Regions from separate parts of the Hordeum vulgare genome. Here region 2 is linked to region 1. A link is a contact called in public Hi-C data. All regions are on one chromosome and are shown on one strand. Each heading gives the region's core, a stretch centred on a gene start, on an enhancer-like site or on the middle of the called end of the contact. The rest is flanking DNA. Distances are from core to core; before and after follow the strand shown. Region 1 holds the start of LOC123451806 (protein DWARF 53-like). Region 2 has its middle 170 kb from the start of LOC123395108.

Region 1 (5,711 bases), core at 2,102-4,601:
GTCAACCATGGCCACATCTCCTCCTGATCTGCCCTCCCCACGAAGTCACCGGATCAGCGCCGAACCGCCGGAAAAGACCAAGACCAAAGGACGATCTTGCGCCGCCGGTCCCTCCAGACCATGGGGCTGCAGCCTAGATCTCCGTCGTCTCCATCACAGGCGGCGCCCAGGCTTAGCCGGTGCACGTCTCTGGAGATGACGAGGTGAAGGAGAGGAGGGAGGGGGCGGTGGTCTAGGGTTTTCCCCAGAGGAGAACGCCGCCATCGCCTGCCATTGGCTCAGTTTTCACCGGCAACTATGTCTTCCCGACTCGCTGCCGGAACTAGATGGCGGATCTCGAGATCTAACCATCCAGCCTCAGGCCGACCACCTCCGATGGAGGAGATGGCCACCACTGCCAGCGGCACCGGCCAGATCAGATCTAACCGGAGGCACCACCTACCAGTCAACCATGGCCACATCTCCTCCTGATCTGCCCTCCCCACGAAGTCGCCGGATCAGCGCCGAACCGCCGGAAAAGACCAAGACCAAAGGACGATCTTGCGCCGCCGGTCCCTCCAGACCATGGGGCTGCAGCCTAGATCTCCGTCGTCTCCATCACAGGCGGCACCCAGGCTTAGCCGGTGCACGTCTCTGGAGACGACGAGGTGAAGGAGAGGAGGGAGGGGGCGGTGGCCGGGGCGCTGGGTTGGCCCCTGATCGCCGTGGAGGGCGCCATACAAGGGAGCTGGTATATGTTATATGTGCTCGCTACATTTATACTCCCTCCGTTCCTAAATATAAGTCTTTTAAGAGATTTCATTAGATGACTACATACGAAGCAAAATGAATGAATCTATACTCTAAAGTATGTCTATATACATCCGTATGTAGTCTTCTAGTAGAATGCCTAGAAAGACTTATATTTAGGAACAGAGGGAGTATATATTTAAAGGCCTTATTGAGCTACCTGCACTCTACTAGTTATTGTAGTATTACACTCAAATCAAGCATACATCGCTTAAGAATACCCAATGCTGCTTACAATGGGCGTACAAGCATATTTGTAACTAAAACACTAAACTAAAATCAAGGGCATAAACTAGTACACTAGGAGGTCCGACAATCAAACCAACATGTGATTAAATGGTTAAAGAAATGGTGATATCCCAATCCGTCAGGGTTCAAGTGCTGGTGCTTGCATTATTTCTGGATTTATTTCAAGATTTCCGGTGATATGTTTTCAGTAAGAGGAGACGTTTCCGTCGATGACGACGAGGCGTCTACGGTAACTTCATAAATCTCAATATGATATATCGGCTCAGTCTTTTAAAGGTGCTCATGAATATAAGATATGCATGTATATTCATAGGGATGAATGTATGCGTTTGTGTTAATAAAAAATAGGTCGGACAAGAAGTATCGTACGTGTAGTAATTTGGAATTAAGAAACATCCGGATAATAAACTAAGCATGGAGACCAGTCAGCCACCAAATGGATGCCAATCAAATCCTAAGCATAAACAATTATGAAAGATATATACTGTATGTGCAAAAGTGAAAGGGCTTGTTCACCTAGCGGACTTGGATAAAGCAGGTGGCGTGGTTGCCGGAGGCATGAGTCCTCCGGCGCGCACCGCCGTGATCGGCAGCAGCTGGAGCTCCCAGTCCTTGTCAACCAAGGGGAACTTGGAGAGGAAGGTGAGGTAGGTCTCGTAGGTGGCCGACCACCCCATCACCCAGACACGCCCCTCTCTGTGCGTCTCCAGCACCCGCGTCACCTCCGCCACCACTCGGCGCCCTCGTTCCTGGAGCTCGCCGTCATCGGGGACCAGTTCTCTGAGGTCGCCGACGCTTATGACGAGGCCGGAGGTGGCGCTAGCCATCGCCGCCGCCACGCTGAGTTGTGTTTGGTCGATGGAGTTTGGACCGACGGGGAGGACGCGGTACGGCGAGGCCGCGGCGAAGTCGGCTGCGGCGGACGCTGCCCCAACACCTACGAGCATGGGGTTGCGGCCCCGGGCGAGGATCTCGGCGATGCGGCGGCCGTTCTCCTCGCCGGCGCCGGCGGCGCTCCCGGCGGGCGAAGGCACGTCGGCGTCGTCGCCGGCGGCGAAGCTGCAGAGGAAGAGAGGCGGCGGGCGTGCCCGCGTGGGGAGGCGGCCGAGCAGCGGCATGGGCGGCGCGGGGCGGAGGATGGCGAGCTTGATGTCGGCGCTGCGGAAGCCGGCGTCGTCGAATACGCGGCTGACGACGGGGTCGTCGAGGATGGCGAGCAGGAGCTGCGAGAGCTCGACCCTGACCTGCGAGGCGGCGGTGGCGGCCTGGAACGCGGCCTGGTGGTAGAAGTGGAAGGTGTCCGGGTTGCGGCGCTGGTTGGCCTGCGAGCGCTTGATGGCGGCCATGAGCGAGTTGGACACGGGCGGCTCCGGCTGCTCGTCCGCGCCCGAGGCCGACGTCGACGCGGACGCGGAGGAGGCGGAGGGGAGCCTGTCGAGGGAGACGGCGAAGCAGAGCTCGAGCGCCTTGAGCTGCACGCGCGGGGAGTAGGCGGCGCTGCGGGCCCGCGCGAGCGCGTCGCGCAGGAGCGGCGGGGCCTGCTGCGCCAGCAGCGCGGCGACGAGGTGCAGCGACGTGGTCTGCGCGTGCACCCTGCGGCGCGCGGAGACGACCGCGGCGTCGAGCGCCGTCACGGCCGCCGGCGACAGGCACTGCCTCGCCGCGGGCACCGGCGTGGGCATCTCTTCTCTCCGCTGGAGGGACCTGACCTGGCCTGTCTGCGGTTACTTTTCACCAGGCATGGGGCGGAAATGTAAAACCAACTCCACACAGAGGGGTAAAACGAACGACACCGGATTTTCCTCTCGGTTTGCTTGCTGGCGGGGATGGAAGGGGAATGGAAGGGGATAATAATCGGCTGGGAGGGGAGGTGGATTGGATTGCTTGCTTATAAACCACGACGATATCTTCTCCCGTCTCCTTTTTATGGATGGCCCCGCCCGCCCATCGGAGTGGGGAAATTTGGTAGAGCATATATGCAGCGCCCCTCGCACCACAACCACACTGTGCAGATTGAGATTCCTCCCCCCTTTTAGCCATGGCTCCGCTCCGCTCCGCTCACTCTGCTCTGTCGTGTACTCCTCCTTCTCCTGCCTCCCTACCTGCTACTACATGATTGTTCCCTTCTATTTTACCGCACAGTGTGACGTGAGATCGCGCGTACTACTCCCCTCCAGGCCTAGATACCCAAGGCAATGAGATCTACAGTATACTACTAGTAGCATGCATGCACACTGCTGTGGCTCTCTCTTGGTTGCCTGCTAGTCATCAAGTGCTCAAGCGGCCTTCCAATAATTTTTCCACAACCAATTATTGCCTACCGATGCGGTCCAACCGCATGTTTGTAACAGGAATTTCAGCCTCTTCTAATTCTGGAATTCACCTTGAGCGGGGAAAAAAACGATTTCCTCTTCTTCTTCTTCTTCTTTGCGTGGCTTGAAAAACAAACGGCATCTTTAGCTCGATGTAGACGTCTATTCTTCTGTTTATTGTTAGGCTTACATCACATTCGTCCGATTTTGTTGTCGACCCGTGTCGTCCAAGACCCGCCGAAAAAGATTTTATGTGTCTTCAAATTGATGTACTCCTCGTTTTCAGCCACGCATGCGTTCTTCGGTTTTGATATGTTCCTCATATGAGTGGGCTGAGGAATGTGAATTGTGTGCGTGCGCGCGCGAGAGAGAGTAGAGATGGATCTGGAGAGAATCCATCATAAATGTAGCATTTGTGTTTGTAGTGGGCTCTGGCCCTATCTATTAGTGACAAGTGGTGTGTGTGATGATGTTTAGATAACTTACCGAGAGACTTAGGATCTGATACGGGGTGCTGCGATCCATATCGACGTGGACATAGCTTACACAAGAAATTAATCAAAGTGATGCTTTATGAAACATTTGTTTACGAAAGATGTAAATTATCAATTACACCGGTGAAACTATTTGATGCTCTGTCATGAATTTCAAGTGACATGATTGATCGTAGGAAAAACATACATACACTAGCACACAAAATGCTATTGATGGTGTGTCAAAAATCATCTTTGTGGCGTATCGCTTTCATGCCAACGGTATATGGCACACCGATAAAATACACTGATGGCGTTTGGACCCCCCACGTCATCACTAACAAATATGCTGGTGGCGTGTCACGTGAAGGCATATACTCATGGCATGTGATGACAAGACACACCACCAGTAATATTCATCAATAGTGGCAATGTCATGATAGGAACACACCACTAATTTGAATTGTACACATAAAAAATGCACGACAACATTTTACTACCCAAATGATAACATTTTTAATTTAACAGCAATAGTAATAGCATATCATATTCAATTTTGTCATTACTAAATAGAGCCAAGTGATATCATCTAAGTTCAACAAATCACCTAATTGACATAGTATGGCTAGTAGCTAGCATATAACATGTTAAATGAAAGTTCAACGAAATACCAAGATATTATGACTGAATAGTTGCTTACTAACTAGATTCTTCGGTGCGACTCAAGGTCGTAGTCCAGAGAGTCGGAACCAGAGGTGCCAACAAGATTGCAATACATCATGATCTCCTCACACTTATGATCGAGGTAGAACGTGGCTCTCTCTCACAAGCTTTCATATTGTAGTCTCGTGCAAGTGTTATTCAACCAGGGAACCGAGATAGGTTCAGTGGACGAGACAATTGAAATCCTAGCTTTACATCAATCCCAACGTCGAACTTCTCTAGGAAGTCACGTCTTGCCTCACAAGGGGTGACCAGAGCAAAATTAAAAGAAAACAACATGGTGAGACTGAGTCACAACATGCCACTAGCAATCAGACTACTGATGGCTATGTTTCATCAGACTAGTCCATCACCCTTCGATTGAATTGTTTTGAACCGTCTGATTGTGCCAGGGAAGCCTGAATGCATCAACATATTCCCAAAACAAAAACTGCTTCCCACAAATTACGGTAATAACTCTATTTTCTGGGTTTTTTGGTAAGCCGTGATTTGCTTCGACCAAATAAATATAGAAATTAATTCTTCCCAGAAATTACGTTACATACTCTATTTTTGTTTTTCGTTTTCTTTTTTGGTAAGTTGTGATTTTTTCCAGCAAACTAATACAAAAATCAATGCTTAGCAAAAATTAGAGATTTGCTTCCAACACACAAGGTAAAGGAAAATAAATGTTTCTATAGATGCTTTATATGTAGCGCATGGATGGCATGGAAAGTCCTATATTGTTGATGGAAGCACCGTGCAATATGCTATGGAAATAAAATATTTGATAGTGTGATTGATTTATCTGTTTCAGCGAAGCATTATCCAAAGTTGCGCTACAATTTTTTAGATGCTTTGGAGACATTTTTTTGTGTAACAAAAACTATATTCATGTTCGATGGAAACATTTGCTTGGCAATAAAACTTCTGTGGATCAATGACATGAATATACACGAATGCAAATTCATTTGATACGAAAACTTTACAAGTCTTTTTTATAACAACACAAATATTACTTCTACATGGATGCTTCAGTGTATTTTTTGTTTTGTTTGTGATGCAGTAGAAATATACTTCAAAAAACCAGATAATTTCTTCCATTGTATCACGGTTCCAAGGATGTTTGTTTCCATGCAGACTTATTTACCATTGAAACACATCATTGGTTTAAAACGAAGTGAAC
Region 2 (5,711 bases), core at 1,125-3,624, 370 kb after region 1:
TTCCCTAAAAAATTGTAGGTGAGATTTGAGTGTGACAATGAATTCATCTTATTTTTAACACTTGAAAAAATATTCTTGATGCACAGAAGCATATGCTCCCAAGTGCCGAATTGGATTTCCGATCCATAACATACCTTGCACGCGAATCAACATGGCATGAGCTACAAATTAGTTTTACAAGCAATCCTTGTATCGAATATCCATTTCTATGCTCAGGCTCATCTGCATCCCATGAACAATAAAATCCAAAAATACTAAACAAAATAAAAAATCTGACTTTTTAGCATGAAATATGTTTCAGTGTGTGAGGTCTGTGTCAAAACTCAGCTATTTTTAAACATTTGAGTAGCTCTCAGCACAAAAAACATCCAAACCGTACACCGTTTCACTAACCCTAAATTTGTGTTTTATCTGAGAGCTACTCAGACGTCCAAACGAGCTGAAATTTGGCACCAACCTTACACACTGAAACATCTTCCATGCAAAAAAAACATCATTTTTTGGAATTTAGCTAGTATTTTTCAAAAATTACCATTCATGACGGGTGTAGATGAGCTCACGGGCCAAAACACCATGTCCTCCTTCTATTATTTTTCCTGCATGAGAGATGCATGCTTTCTTTAGTGGGACAAAGCAAGCCTTAGGGTGATTGACTAGCTGTTTTCAGTACTTCCACGTTGCTTGACGATGCTTTAGTACAATTTTATATTAAAATTATACTAAAGGAGCAACAATTATATGGATTGAAGGGAGTAGTAGACTTCAACAATTTATTCTCCGCTAATTTTTTAGTCAACAATTTAGGTTGCTCGGTTTCCCGAAGTAAATTTTCACTCACGGGATAAAATCCATGGCCAGGAGAAAACATGATTGTAGTTACAGGATTTGGCGATTTCCCCTGCTATTAGTTTTTTTAATGCACGGAACTAAATTTGTGTTTAGAAATAAATAAATAAGTGTAAAAGGAGGTTGCATCCCCTGCCAGAATGCACCGTAGAATTGTCAAATTCTAGCATAGTAGTGTGATCCCTGAGATGCCCATACCCTCCATCAACATCATCAACAACAAAAGTATGTTCTTCACTATCAACTTCCATGTGCTTGCATGAGGTGCATGCATGTCCCTTCTTGCCCCTACAGTACCTACCATATCTTTCTGAATTCTGATGAAAATGGCATGGCCCATGGCCCCCCTCTACAGCCCCCCCCCCCCCCCCCCCCCCCCCTCCTAAAGCGAAAAGGGTCCTATAATTCATGGAGCCAGTCGACAGGTGTCTTGGAAGCTTGTGAATTGTGATGCATATTGTTTTTTCCCTCGCAGGCAGATTGATTTTCTGGCAAGCTAACCAAAGCAGGAGAATGATGATACATCTTTCAGCACAACAATTTTGTCAACAGCAAAAGCTTATACCGTTTCTTTTGAACGATGCAAAAGCAGGCCAATTGACAATAGATGTGAAGGTATGAGAGAAGCTAAAATAACAGCAGCAGCTAGAAACAAACAGGACCGTAATTCCATCATAGTACTAGTAAAAAAGGAAATGGTATTTTTTCTAAACAACTTGTATGCAACCCTGAATCGACAATATTAGTGGAAAAACAGGGCCAACATGGCACTCGAAAGTTGTTCAAATGTACGCCTATATGCTTAGTGACACCTAGAGAGCATTCGGTCAAGGTTGGGATCATGAACCATGCACTAGCCAGGCAGTAGCTACTAGCTAGGTTGGTTGATGACAAGAAGAGGCATCATCCGCGGCGAGTTGCCATGCTGATACACAAGTGCACTCCCCTCCCAAATGGACAACATGCAGTATGCATCTCCATCTCCATCTCCATCTCCATTAACCAACGCATCATTTTTCTTTTCTCTATAGCACTACTAGTATTGCAAAGTCTCCGGTCGGCACGTAGTGATGCGATAGCCGCGCGCTTTATTCCACCACCACCACCACCACCACCATCGCCTCCGTTGGAGCAAGATTCGACCGAGAAGGGGAAAAGCCGGCTTACTGTAAGCAAAGGAGGAAAAGAAAAGAAGGTGGCTTTTGAGTGGAAAGTGCATCACTGACGGCGAATAATTATGCGTAGCCAAAGTCAGCAGCTGCAGAATAGGAGGTGCAGAATATACCCAGGGTATATATGTTTGTGTGCAGTGTGCAGTGCGTGTGATGCACATGTAGGAGTGGAGCGGAGCAGAGCAGGGAAGAAGCTACGCAAGAGGAAATGGAGTACGTGTGCTGGGCTGGGCGATGGAGGATGTTGCAGTCGTCGGTGGATCGGAAAGGAAGCGGAATTCCTCCTCCCTGCCTGCCCTCGGCCTCGATGTAGCAGGAACACGTACGTGCAGGATGCGCGAAACCTTTTGGTGCGGTGCCTCCACTGGCGGTCTGGCGCTAGCACCAGCGTCGCGTCATGTCATGGTAAAGGTCCTCGCCGCTTTTTGCCTGCCGTCCGAAAGATCTGGCCAAAAGGTGGCGTGCACTAGCCAAATCACACGTCTCCGGTTTCCCTTTTTTTTTATTCAGAAACCAACATAAGCTTTGCACTTGCATTGAAAACAAGAAAATTGATTATTTTATAAAAAACTGAGCGAAAACCGATACATTAATACACACCAGCCTCGAGGCTTCCTACCCAACGAGCCGACTTCCCTGTCTCCGGTTTCACATTTGCCTATCCCTTTCTTTCTTCCCACTTCATCGATACTTCCACACTATGCAATTAAAAACACTCTGCATGAACATGCATTAATCCCTATAAGCGCATTCCCATAATGTGTATAGGAACTCCAATAGTCCTTTCTCACAAACCAGATTAAACTAAAAGCATCTACAATCATGTATGACAAATATAACCCCTTAAAAGGTTACGGACGCTTCCGACGCATCCGTAAAGAGTGAGTGGACATATCTTAAATTAACGCAACTGCATCCAAACATTTCATACTTAATTTTTAAATCCATACAAAAGCATGCAAACAAAAAAACTACGTCATGCATACATCACCTAGCTATTTCTCGCAAAAAAATACATCACCTAGCTACTCCTCGTCGAAGATGTGGACTATCTACGTGCTCTCCGACGGGTAAATGGGCATCAGCTGTAGCTCCGCCCCCTCCTGGCACTCCGCTTTGGCCTCCTCCTCCTTCATTTTTGCATCGAGTTCGGCGAAGAGCGCGTCGGCTTCTGTCTGTTTCTGCCAGAGGAACTCTCGGTTGGCCTCCACATAGGACTCATCCTGGATGGACTTCAGGATAGCCTCATTCTCCGTCATCTCCTCGGCTTGGGTGCCGGCGAACTCCGCCTCCGCCTCTGTCATGTTGAACCCTCGGAGTAGACTGCTCTGCCTCGTCCTCCTCCAGATCCGCCACCTCCATCGCCTTCGACTGCTGCTCTCCCTCCTCCTCTGGCTCCGACGAGTCTGGAGGCAGGCCGACAACAATGAGGGCGGCGTGTCTGTCCTGGATCTCCTTCATGGTCTGTCTTCGGCATCCTGACGTGAGCATCACGTAGGTAGTGATCTTCCGTCGAACCATGGTGATGCCGAAGAGCGTGGGAGAGGAAGCGGACAGGCTCGGGTGGCGGCGCGGGGAGGAAGGAGGTGAATGTGCTACGGCTGGGGGATGCCGGCTGGCTTAAATAGCCGGATTTGACCTCGGGTAACGAGCCGGAGCGGCGCCATACGACATTCACATTGTGGCGACGGAGGAGGCGTCCGTCGGACCACCAGGTTTCGGGCGATTCCACATGGGACCCCATCATCAGTCCTACGTGGCGGACACGCCCGGATGCCTCGTATGTGTCCCATATCTAGACTGGATATGAGGGGTGCCGATTAGCCAGGGCATTTGAGGCCCGTTTGACGGCCCCGTCTGTGTCATATTTTCCTGATAGAGCAGTGATAGGATGGGCCATACGGGCATTTGAGGTCGGTTTGAGGCGCTCGGTTGTAGATATGTTCTTGCGATGGTGATTTCTATCTTTTTTCTTTGTGGGGATGTGATTTCCTGTCTAGAGCAAAAGCCTATGTGACCAAGCAACTTTCTTTATTTTTTGAGAAAATGTAACGTAGCAATCATGCTACACAGGATAACGTCATGTTCTTCTGTATACTTCAAAAAATGTTCTTACTGTGCCATCTTAAAAAAAGGTGCGTAGAGCATCTACAGTTGGACACCTCAAACCCTCCTCAAACATCTGCGCGGGCCGCCCGGACAGAGACTAGTCACAGAAAATCAATCCAGACGGGCCTCTCAAACCGGCCGCAAATGCCCGGGCTGATCGGCAACCCCCATTTCCATTCCAAATATGGGGCGGATATAGGGGAGTACGGGAACGCCCGCTTGGCCCACACTGGCCCGCATCGACCCTACATATATTCGTCCTCATTCGTTGGTCGGACCAAACCCTAGCCACTTCACTCCACTCCACTCCACTCCCATCTGACACCCAAGCTCACCTCCGGCGATCTCAGGCCTTCTTCGGCATGGCCTCCAACGGATCCTACTCCGACCAGTCTGGATCCACCGACTAGGGGTCGTCCTGTGCAAAGTGGAGGAGGCCATGGTGGTTCGCATTGCACTCTGCCGCTCACACGTGGACAGTGCCCAGCCGAGAGGAGGATCTGTCCGCCATGACTCCATAGTGTCCACTCAAAGGCCGCTCGGATCCTCTCGGGTGGAATCATCCATGTCCAGGCGGGCGGATCCATCGACCGGACCCGCGGACTTCGAGTCCCACCGGGAACGCGCTGCCTGCCATGGGAAGGAGAGGATAAGGATCGCCGAGGCCTATCTCATGGAGGAAATGGCAGAGGCAGAGGCGGCTGATGCGGCGGCGCGGGCGGCCTCAAACGAGGAAGCCATCCACGCCCGCATTTTGAAGAAACGACAGCGGCGGAACACGTGCGCCCTCTCCCACGAGGAGAACTGGGCGGTCCGTGAAATGGCCAAACTACCATCGAAGGAGGATAAGGAGGTGAGCGGCGGCGAGGACAGCTCCGGCGACGAGCAAATCCGGCTCAGTTCATACTGCATGTTCGACCGGTACTTCCACGACAAGGATGGCAAGGGCGTCGGGAAGGACAAGGGCAGTCGTGGATGATCTCCACCATAGCCAAACATGCCAATTTTTGGTAGTACGATGGCATGTTTAACAATGACAGAGTAGTCGGACGACATGTGTGCGTCGACGTAGTAGTTGCATGGGTTGTATGGATTTAAGATATGAGATTTGAGATGTCCGGATATATACTGCATTATTTAAAACGTGATCGGTCGGCGTCCGCGGACGTGCCTGTCCGCAAGCGTTTGAGAGGCCACATTTGAGGGACCGGGCTTAGATGCTCTTAGAGCATCTCTAGCACACCCCATATAATTCCTGACCCGCAAAATAACCGCCAAAATACGGGGTGGGGCGAAAAATGTTGCCAGACCAGACCCCGCAAACGCGTCTGACCCGTAAAAATTTTTGCGGGGCGTGGCAAAATTGTAGGAGAATGTTGCATGGGAAACAAAAAATTTCCTACTCACACACAAGATCTATCCATGGTGATGACCATCTATGAGAGGAGATATCGAATCCACATACCCTTGTAGATCGCTAAGCACGAAGTGTTAAGAAACGCACTTGATGTAGCCGAACGTCTTTGCGATCCAAATCGCAAGTCGTCCCGTGATCCAATCACGATCTAGTGCCGAATGGACGGC

The links. Hi-C and Micro-C count contacts between places; a contact is called where the count stands out from the background.
Region 2: a contact with region 1 is called in a Hi-C map of leaf, with 3 times the contacts expected there. The contact joins the enhancer-like site here to the promoter of LOC123451806 in region 1. A contact is called at or near these places in 2 of 6 Hi-C or Micro-C datasets (leaf and seedling) and 1 of 1 datasets of contacts at active chromatin or transcription factors (embryo).

What each region holds. Positions count from the first base shown.
Region 1 is chr5H:334,599,864-334,605,574 of MorexV3_pseudomolecules_assembly, forward strand. LOC123451806 (protein DWARF 53-like) reads right to left here and starts at 3,352. Exons shown (of 3, transcript XM_045128347.1): 1 at 1,555-3,352. The coding sequence starts at 2,720.
Region 2 is chr5H:334,975,392-334,981,102 of MorexV3_pseudomolecules_assembly, forward strand. No RefSeq gene overlaps it. Among protein-coding and RNA genes, the nearest start is that of LOC123395108, 170 kb to the right of the region's middle. Within about 2 kb of position 2,375, at least 2 of the 3 cell types and tissues checked have open chromatin away from gene starts, as enhancers often do. A contact at or near this core is called in leaf, where this site is marked.